3 separate regions of the Mus musculus genome follow, and all the other regions are linked to region 2. Evidence: chromatin contacts called from public Hi-C data. All regions are on one chromosome and are shown on one strand. Each heading gives the region's core, a stretch centred on a gene start, on an enhancer-like site or on the middle of the called end of the contact. The rest is flanking DNA. Distances are from core to core; before and after follow the strand shown.

Region 1 (2,765 bases), core at 36-2,535, 590 kb after region 2:
TAAATAGTTTAACTCTTTGCTGGTTGGTTGAATTTTTACATATAGGGCCCAAAGTTTCAGAGAGACACATACATGTCCACTGTAACCCCAAACTTGGTGTCATATTGGATTTAATTCAATGCTGCTGTGTTTCCTTTGATAAATTGCCATGCTTGTCTTGATTTCATTCAGCCCCCTCCCCCCTCGGCATTGCATGTTGACCCTGGGAAAAGTCACAGAGGCGGAAGGGGTCACCTGTATGGTTATCTTTCCCTGCTACCCTCATCTGGACCCAGATTGGATGTAGCAGGTCTTCTCAAACAGGCGTTTGTCCTCACCAGACCCCTTGATGGGATGCTGACAGTTCTCATGCCTCCGCCTAGTTTCTTAGCCTACATGGCCACCTCCACTCTCACGCTGCCCAACTTCCGTTCTAAGTTCTTGTTGCCTGGGAAACCCAGTCTTGTGATCATCCTGATTCCTAGCTATGGTTAGCTCAGCTCCATGTCAAGAAGTTAATGCTTTCACACCACGTCACAGCTACCTCCGTCTGCTTCTCTAACTCGTTCTCCAACTCCAGCATGCAAGAGCCCCACACACAAGCACTGGAGTCACCTAGAGACCTTATCTCAAAATCCAGTCTGTCTCTATAAGATAACCATCCTTTTCACTCTAATGCATTGACTCTGTTACTACAGAACGTGTTACTTGGAGGTGTAACCTAATCATGGATTCTAGCCAGAAGGAAAGGGAACACTCTCTCTCTTCTGGAATCTTAGAAGTGAGTCTTGAGTTTTATTCTTCCTATCATACCTCACTCCCTCACTCATTATCAGAGCAAAGCTATACCTTTCCAAACCTGATCCATTGGGAGCAATGAACCCTTTCTCTATTGCAACAAACCATTACCCTCACAAATGAAAACTGTTTTCAAGGCTGTTATTTTGAAAGCCAAGTACTGAAATTCCATTTCCTATTTTGGATGGTACCTGCCTTACATCTCTCTAAAGCAACAGATGCCTGAGTGCAAGAAGCATCACACAGAAGAAAAGTCTTGCCAATAATAATTCCTGCAAAACATATTACCTACTATACAAAGTTCTTAATATATAAATTATTTTATCTAGTATATACCTATTATACATATATATGAGACACAGTATAGTTGATTACAGTCGTCCAATATTTAGAACAGACATAAGCCTCACACACATTTAAAATAGACTTTGGGAAGAAAGCATTCAGGAGAATGAGTAAAAGGGTTGAGTGGGAGTGAAGTCCAAGCTGGCAGTCTGGAGAAGGCTCAGAATGCCTGTCAGTTCACACAGCAGAAGGAAGCAGCAGCTCCTGCAATCTCCTAAGGCTGTCCTGACAAGGTCGTCCAACTAGGACACTTAACCCAAGGGAAAAAATTGCTAGCAAATCACAAATATTAGTGGCCATGAAGTCCAAAGACCAGGTGTCAGCAGAGCCATGCTCCAGAGCTGCTGTGATTATGAGGAATCTCTGAGCCTCCCCGCTACCTGCTCACAGCTTGATGTATCCTTGTCTTGTGCACACATAGCTTTGGTTTCCACTCAGTTTTATCCAGTGTCTCTTCCCATTTTCTCTACTCTACTCTGCATGTGCATGGGCAGAACCTAAGAGAAAAAGTAATAGGGGAAGACAAGCAGATGTGAGGCATTTTACCATCCACGTAAATGCAATCTTTGAAGCTGAAAATAGATATAATAGAGGGAAGGAACCAGAGCTCAGAGCCACCGAGGGGCTTCCTGTCACCTGCGTAAGTGTGTACCCTCTCCACCAAACAAAGTGACTGCTCATAATAGCTACTTAATAAATAGTTATGTGAGAAAATTAATTAGAAGTCAATATTTTCTGGTAATTGCTCTTTAATTTTTGGTTTGATTTTTTTCTGGTTTCTTTCTTTGCTTTTAAAACAAAAAACAAAAAAACTTTGATTTAAGATAGAATCTCCTATAACCCAGCCTGGCCTCACACTATGCATATACCCCAGGATATCCTAACTCCTTGTCTTCGTGAATTTATCTCTATACAGCTGACATTACAGCTGTGTGCACCACCATGCCTTCCCTGTTGCCCAGGTTTGATCAGCAAAACGGAAAAGAAAAGAAGCAAAAATATTTACTAAAAGATAAAACCAGGTATGGGACTTAGAAACCACACCAGACAAGATTCTTCTTGCCTCTAGAACGAGAAAGCACATCAAAGAAGTTCAAACGTTTCTTTACGCACATGTCACAACTTTAATTTTTAATTTCATCAGAGCCATTTTCCACTAGATGACTCTTCAGAGACTAGAAAGTTACAGGTGTCTCTTTAAGCCACAGATTGCTGACTGGCTGGGTACTTCTAACCTTTGGCTCTTGGGGTCAAAGATTTTAATTGTGCTAGTTCCTTCAAGCTCCTTCTTCACTCCCCATACCTATAATTTATCCTGATCTGATGAACACTTTCTTCCAGTTTTATTTGAGAATTTCCCAGGAAGCTATGGACAATAAAATCATTTGGGAAGCCACACTACAGAATTCTGCCAGGAGTTCAGGAACCAGGAAATAACCTATAAATCTGCCTGGCTGATGTAACTCTGTGAAGAAAAGATCCCCATAAATGTGACTATTTCTAGAATGTACACGTACAACATTACAAACACAAGTAAATTTCACAGGAAAATCGGAGTCTCAACAAGAGCCCCTTTAAGAAAAACACCAGAGGTGAAGGAGTCCCTCCATACTCCCACCAGAGCTAAACTCCCTTATTGAGAT
Region 2 (2,916 bases), core at 310-2,809:
TCAAACTTTATTAATAATATACCAAGTTAATTCAGTAGATCTATATCTACTCATTAAGCAGATGAAGGCAAATAGAAGGGTGGGGTATAGTCAACAAAATCTCCAGATTAAATAAAATGTTTTATGGCTGGAGTTGTGGGAGGATCAAGTTCTCATTTTAAATGTTAAAATAAAGTTTTGGAGTATGCATTTTTTAGGTCAATAGCAATGGTTTTCATCTCAAAATGTTCAGAGGAGCCATTTAATTAACAAATCTTCTTGCATTGCTTGTTCTGGGCCCTGCTGTGCTTATCATCCATGCAGAACAAAATTCTTCCTTTTTTATGCTTGAATACTTTCTTTCTCCACAGACATTTCCACTGGGCCTAGGAGATGGGCAATTCTATTCCTGGACAGATGGTCTGAGAAGAAAAGACTGGCATGACTATGAGAGCATTCAGAGAGATGCTTTGCGCTCAGGTATGGATTCAGCATCAGACAGAGTGGTGCTGTTACTTCAGTGTTTGGTTTGTCCCTGCTAAGTTCTTATGTCCGTTTTTCTTCTGCATGCACTAAAGTTGTCTGTCTTATGGGAACATTGGTAATCAACAAGGGACAGAAACAGATGAATTCAAACAAAACAGACAAAACAAATAATGAACATCCTTTCCTTGGCTGCAGAGGAGGTCATTGCAAATGTGCAAATCTATATTGTCTTAGATTCCTTTTAAAATAATTCTGTGAGTCATGTTGGGATTTATCAGTAAGACATAAGCTGGTAAACACAAGCCAGATTCACACACTGGGACAAATTATATCTAAATGTCAGTACTAAGCAACTCAGTCATGCCACAAGCTTTTGGAATTTTAATTGGTTGTGACAATTTCATAAATTACCACATTTGGGAATCTGAAGTTTATAGAACTTGGACTAAGAGTTCAATAGATTCAAATAGATTTAAACGCATGTAGAGTTCTAGGCTGGGGACATATCTAGAAGAAAAAAATTTACAAGAATGTTCTTAGAGAAAGATTGAAAAAAGTGGAATTCTGCAATTAAAAATTCAAAAAGAGTGTATCAGTAGACATCCTGAGCAAGGTGATAGTGGTACATGGAAGGAGGCCCTTCTTATGCAGCCAATGTAACTTTGCTGTTTCTCAGAGGGACTGTCACAGAAATAGGATAACTATTGTCTGCAAAGATATTGGGGCAACAGTAAGGCACTCCACCAGAAGCACAGCTATGACTACCCAGTATGAGGTCATCCTGGTCAAACTTGCTCAAACTCATCCCATCGGGATAATAACAGGCAGAGTGGTACATTGTCCTGACATGGTACAGGACTCTTCTGTGTCAGGTAGAGCTGATCTAATTATAGCTCCTTTTATTCTCTTCTCAGTCTTTCTCTTTTTATCAAGAATAGCCCACCTCTCTATTTCATTAAAGAAACTTGTCCCAAAGATGATTCCTGTCTTAGAAGCATTGACCTTTTTGAGATAGCATCTTCCCACCTTGACCAGGAGCCAATGGGAAATCACAGAACTGTTTTCCTCACCTCCAGCTTCTCTGGCTAATCCTCTTATCTCTTATTTTTGAGAGCTTAGTCCACCTGCATTAATCTGACCATCTGTTCTTTATGCTTCAGGACTCACAAGGCTTTTTGCAATGTTTACTTAACCTTGTCAACTGAAACTATAAGAATATAATAATAACAAAATTATCACAAAATATTGAATGCATGTTTACTAATATGTACATTACCGAATCTCAGAACAATTTTGGCAGATATTAGCCAAAATTTGTAAAATTATTGGGTCTTTATAAATTTATTCACATAAAAACTATAAATTAGTTAAGACTATATAGAGCAAACTAGACCTAATTCTTCTCTATATATCCACCCCAATTCCTGACATTAAAATAATATAATATTTGGACATGGAGTAATAATAGGTTTATGGAACAAAGACATAGTTAAGTTAATATTCTAGCTTTACTATTATGGATACTTAGCAAATCAATTTATATTTCTTGTAGTCTTCTTTGAAGAATTTCCTTATGATAAAATAATTGATAAATCAATGAAATGTAAAATAATTGACCAATTATCTAGGCATCAGCTTCTAGTAACTATAACTATGTAAAACTTTTGTTTTATTCTTATTTTTAAGTACATTTGAATGTGAGTATATGTACACATGAGTACAGTACCCCTTGAGGCAAGAAGAGTTTGTAACTATAGTTACAAACATTTTTGAGTAGCCCGACATTGGTGGTACTATGGCTACTAAATTCAGGTTTTCTGGAAGACCAGCAAGCATTCTTAACTGTTGAGTCATCATTCCAGACCACCAAACTGTAATTCTTAAATCATGTTAGGTACTTTTACATGAATGGTTATACCTTCAGTTTGTGCAAACAAATTTTAGATCGAAAATCAATCACTTTCCCTTTATTTCTGCTTCCTATTACATGTTTTGTGTTTGTCTCTATTTGGATCAGGGGCTATTCAAAGGACCTGTAATTTAGTACTTTTCAATATAAATTAGGTGTGATTGTTTTAAATGACTAATGGTAAGGCTCTTTAATGGCTTGTTGGAGAATTGATATATCTTAAATAAGGCATTTAAAATCATTCAAACATACATGAATAGATTCTCAAAATTAAATAAACACTTTTATGTGTCAAATCCAGTCCTAATGTTCCATTGTCCCTCCTCAAACATTTAAATTTTTTTATTTACTCTCTTATATTTCTCCATATGTATTAGAGTTTCTGTACTATTAAACATGTTATGATGTTTCTTGCATTTGAAATATATTTAACCTCAAATTATGCCCAATGATTTTTATTTTCCATTCCCAATTATTTTCAAAATTAATTATTGTCAACTTGCAAAACCAATTGATTCATATTTATGTTGTTTAATTTTCTA
Region 3 (3,112 bases), core at 392-2,891, 570 kb after region 2:
CTAGAGCCAAACATTAGATGGAGCTCTTCTGAGAATTTGCAGAACCAGCTCTTGTGGACGAGTTGGGGAAGTGATTGACAGACCCATAGAAGAAGACCAATAGAGTCAACTAACCTGGACCCTTGGGGGCTCCCAAAGACTAAGTCACCAGCCAAAGAGCATGCATGGGCTGGACCTAGCCCCTACATCCCCAACACACAACATATATAGCAGATGTGTAGCTTGGTCTTCATACTGCCCCAAACAGTGGGAGCAGGGGCTGTCCTTGACTCTAATGCCTGCCTGTGGATCCTGCTTCCCTAACTGGGCCACCTTGTCTGGCCTCAGTGGGGTAAGAAGGACCTAGTCCTAAAATAGCTTGATATGCCAGGTTGATGGTACTCGGGGACATCCCCCTTCTCAGAGGAGTTGGCGAGGAGCTGTGTGAGAGGGAATTGGGAGGAGAGGGGGCTGTAAACAGGATGCAAAGTAAATAAATACAAGATGGAAAAATACCATACAGGTTTGTCTAATCTTACAGGGGCATTTACCTAACTGAGGTTCCTTCCTCTCAGATGACTTCAGCTTGTGTCAAGTTGACATAAAAATGAGACAGTTATACATGGACTAGTAACAGCAGTGAATAAAAATATAAAAGTACATATTGCACAAAAGCGTCACCAAATGTACCCATTTGCATTTAAAAAAACTGAAAGACTGGAGTAATTTTAAAACCAATAGAAAATATCTTTTCATATAAATAGGGGTTCTAAATTTTATTTTATTTCTACAGTTTGCTTCTAATTAAGGAAGAAACATGTCCAATTTTGAAAAATGAAAATGATTTCCAAATCTTAGATGGCAACATTCAAAATGAGCATGTCGGATTTCTTTTGCCTTTCTTTTCCCCGTTTAATTCAACACCAAGTCAGTCACATTTCCAGTTCAAATTAGAAGCCAGAACTGGATTTAATTCTCAATTTTCTGTTTCCTTGTACTGGGGGAAGCTGGGTAGTTCTTACTGATTTGACAGATATTTTCCTGATTTTCCTGATATTTTCACCACTATTGGCACACGAAATAATGGGCAAAACTTTGCTGTAAAGATTCCCCTTGTGGAGAAGAGCCCATATGCCAGGAAGTGCTTCTGACTTTGCACAACAGGAACCAGAAGGCCAGTGCCCATCTTGGCAAGAGCTGGCCAGGATTAACATGGTGGCCACTGGCCAACAGTTACTGCATCACTGAGCTCTGCTGTACCATCACTGCTGTGTGCTGAATTCAAAGGATAACATTTGTAGTTTATGAAGCTTTGGGATAAATAAAAATACAAAAACCCCTAAGCATCAAATCTTATCAGTATCTTCCTCCAAATGAGGAGAACAGAAACATAGACGTTGTAAATGTTCCACTTGGATTCACCGTTTGCATGTGCTCTGTGCACAGCATCCGGAAAGAACTCGGCTGTGACTAATGTTTGGCATTCTTCCTGTGTATTTTCTTTCCTTCCTAGAACACTTGAAGGATAAATTAGAAGATTACATGGCTCGGTTTTCCAAAGTGAGAATTGTACGCACCAAGAAAAGGGAAGGTCTCATCCGGACCCGACTCCTGGGAGCTTCCGTGGCTAGAGGAGAGGTGCTGACCTTCCTAGACTCCCACTGTGAGGTCAATGTGAACTGGCTGCCCCCGCTCCTCAGTGAGTACCCATGTCACCATCCCTCTCAGTGGGGAATAGTGGGCCTGGGAAGCTGGGGAAACGGGCCCTGCAAATAGAGTGCAAAGTTTCTTCTGTAAATGTTGCACTCAGCCAAGGCTTGAGTTGGAACTGTATCTTACTCACTGCTGATCACAAGTATAATGGGAAAACTGTACTAAACAGCACTTCAGATAGTACCGGCAGCAATCTAGCTTAAGGCTAAAATGGTTTCTTTTATAGTATGTCTCTTCTTTCATTGAATTTATTGGGTAAACACTAAAGTAATGAAAAAAATCCCCAAACATTTTTAGTCATCTTATAACTACAATGAGATCAAAATACACATGCACATGTGTATACATAAACACTAGCAATTATCACAAGACTGTTGAGAAGGAAAGAAAATTATTCTACCTCAGGATATAATAATTGAAGCAACTTGACCTTTTTTTAAGATTTATAAGGCCATTGTCCTTTTGTTTTTCCTTCTACTCCTAGTACTACCTATAGCCTTAAATGTATAACCTTCCATATCTCACAGACCCACTGAGCTGCTGTAAGGGTCAGGATGTGTGTTAAATGCTGACTTATGGCTAAGAGAAGAGAAGGGAGAAAGCCATGTCATTGCATGTCATCGCATGTCATTATGTCATCACATCATTGCATGTCATCTCATGTCATCATATGTCATCACATCCCGCTGAACCACTAGAAACACAAACAAGCTGGGCATCATTCCGGCTGGAAACTCAAGCTGTGGCTCAAGTCAAGCCTGGGTATTGTTTTTTCTGTTAGTTTACAACAACATCAGGAAAGGGGATAAAATCTTCAATGTAAATAAAGAAAGCATCTAATTAAAAAAAAAAGATGGAACTTGGGAAAAAAAAAAGGAAACCACCCGCCCATTACTCCTAAGAAAGAAATTGTATACCTAAAAATATTCTTTGTAGAAAATCTTAGCATTCTCTTCAATGTCTCCAAAGGAAGTTTTGCTGTAATTGTTTCCCTGGCTTCAGAAACAACGCCTGTGACAATCACCTTCACACCAACCGCCTCAGAAAGAGTGCTCTGTTACTGCCCATTGTGTGGGATTTCCTCTTCAACCAGCCACGCTCCACCAGTAAAACAAGAGAGAGGGCACAGTGAAAACACAACACCCAGCAATAAACACCCTCTACCACATCAGCCAGTCCTTCTACCTCGACTGCCCAGTCTTCTAAATCAACAGCATCCCAATGCTTCAACAGTCAGAGACTCTTCTGAGCCACTAATTAAAAACGCTTTGTCCAAGGACACAGACATTTAGAGTTTCATTAGCAACAACAAGAGTCCCTCATACTGAATTTGGCCCATATTCTGTTGAATGTTCAAGCAAGTTAGCAAAAGGCTGCAATTCTGTATGAACCAAACAGTCCCTAAATGCCAATGATAAAA

The links. Hi-C and Micro-C count contacts between places; a contact is called where the count stands out from the background.
Region 1: a contact with region 2 is called in a Hi-C map of cerebellar granule neurons, with 1.8 times the contacts expected there. The contact joins two enhancer-like sites. A contact is called at or near these places in 4 of 484 Hi-C or Micro-C datasets (brain, cerebellar granule neurons, cerebellum and 1 more).
Region 3: a Hi-C map of cerebellum shows a contact between it and region 2, with 2.4 times the contacts expected there. The contact joins two enhancer-like sites. A contact is called at or near these places in 2 of 484 Hi-C or Micro-C datasets (both in cerebellum).

Annotation. Positions count from the first base shown.
Region 1 is chr8:57,939,826-57,942,590 of GRCm38.p6, reverse strand. All of the region lies in intron 6 of Galntl6 (UDP-N-acetyl-alpha-D-galactosamine:polypeptide N-acetylgalactosaminyltransferase-like 6), which reads left to right. Among named protein-coding and RNA genes, the nearest start is that of Gm2921, 140 kb to the right of the region's middle. Within about 2 kb of position 1,285, at least 6 of the 459 cell types and tissues checked have an H3K27ac peak or open chromatin away from gene starts, as enhancers often do. A contact at or near this core is called in cerebellar granule neurons, where this site is marked.
Region 2 is chr8:58,533,449-58,536,364 of GRCm38.p6, reverse strand. It overlaps Galntl6 (UDP-N-acetyl-alpha-D-galactosamine:polypeptide N-acetylgalactosaminyltransferase-like 6), which reads left to right. Exons shown (of 12, transcript NM_175032.3): 2 at 351-459. Among named protein-coding and RNA genes, the nearest start is that of Gm15881, 170 kb to the left of the region's middle. Within about 2 kb of position 1,559, at least 5 of the 459 cell types and tissues checked have an H3K27ac peak or open chromatin away from gene starts, as enhancers often do. A contact at or near this core is called in cerebellar granule neurons and cerebellum, where this site is marked.
Region 3 is chr8:57,960,945-57,964,056 of GRCm38.p6, reverse strand. Galntl6 (UDP-N-acetyl-alpha-D-galactosamine:polypeptide N-acetylgalactosaminyltransferase-like 6) reads left to right here. Exons shown (of 12, transcript NM_175032.3): 5 at 1,493-1,678. Among named protein-coding and RNA genes, the nearest start is that of Gm2921, 160 kb to the right of the region's middle. Within about 2 kb of position 1,641, at least 31 of the 459 cell types and tissues checked have an H3K27ac peak or open chromatin away from gene starts, as enhancers often do. A contact at or near this core is called in cerebellum, where this site is marked.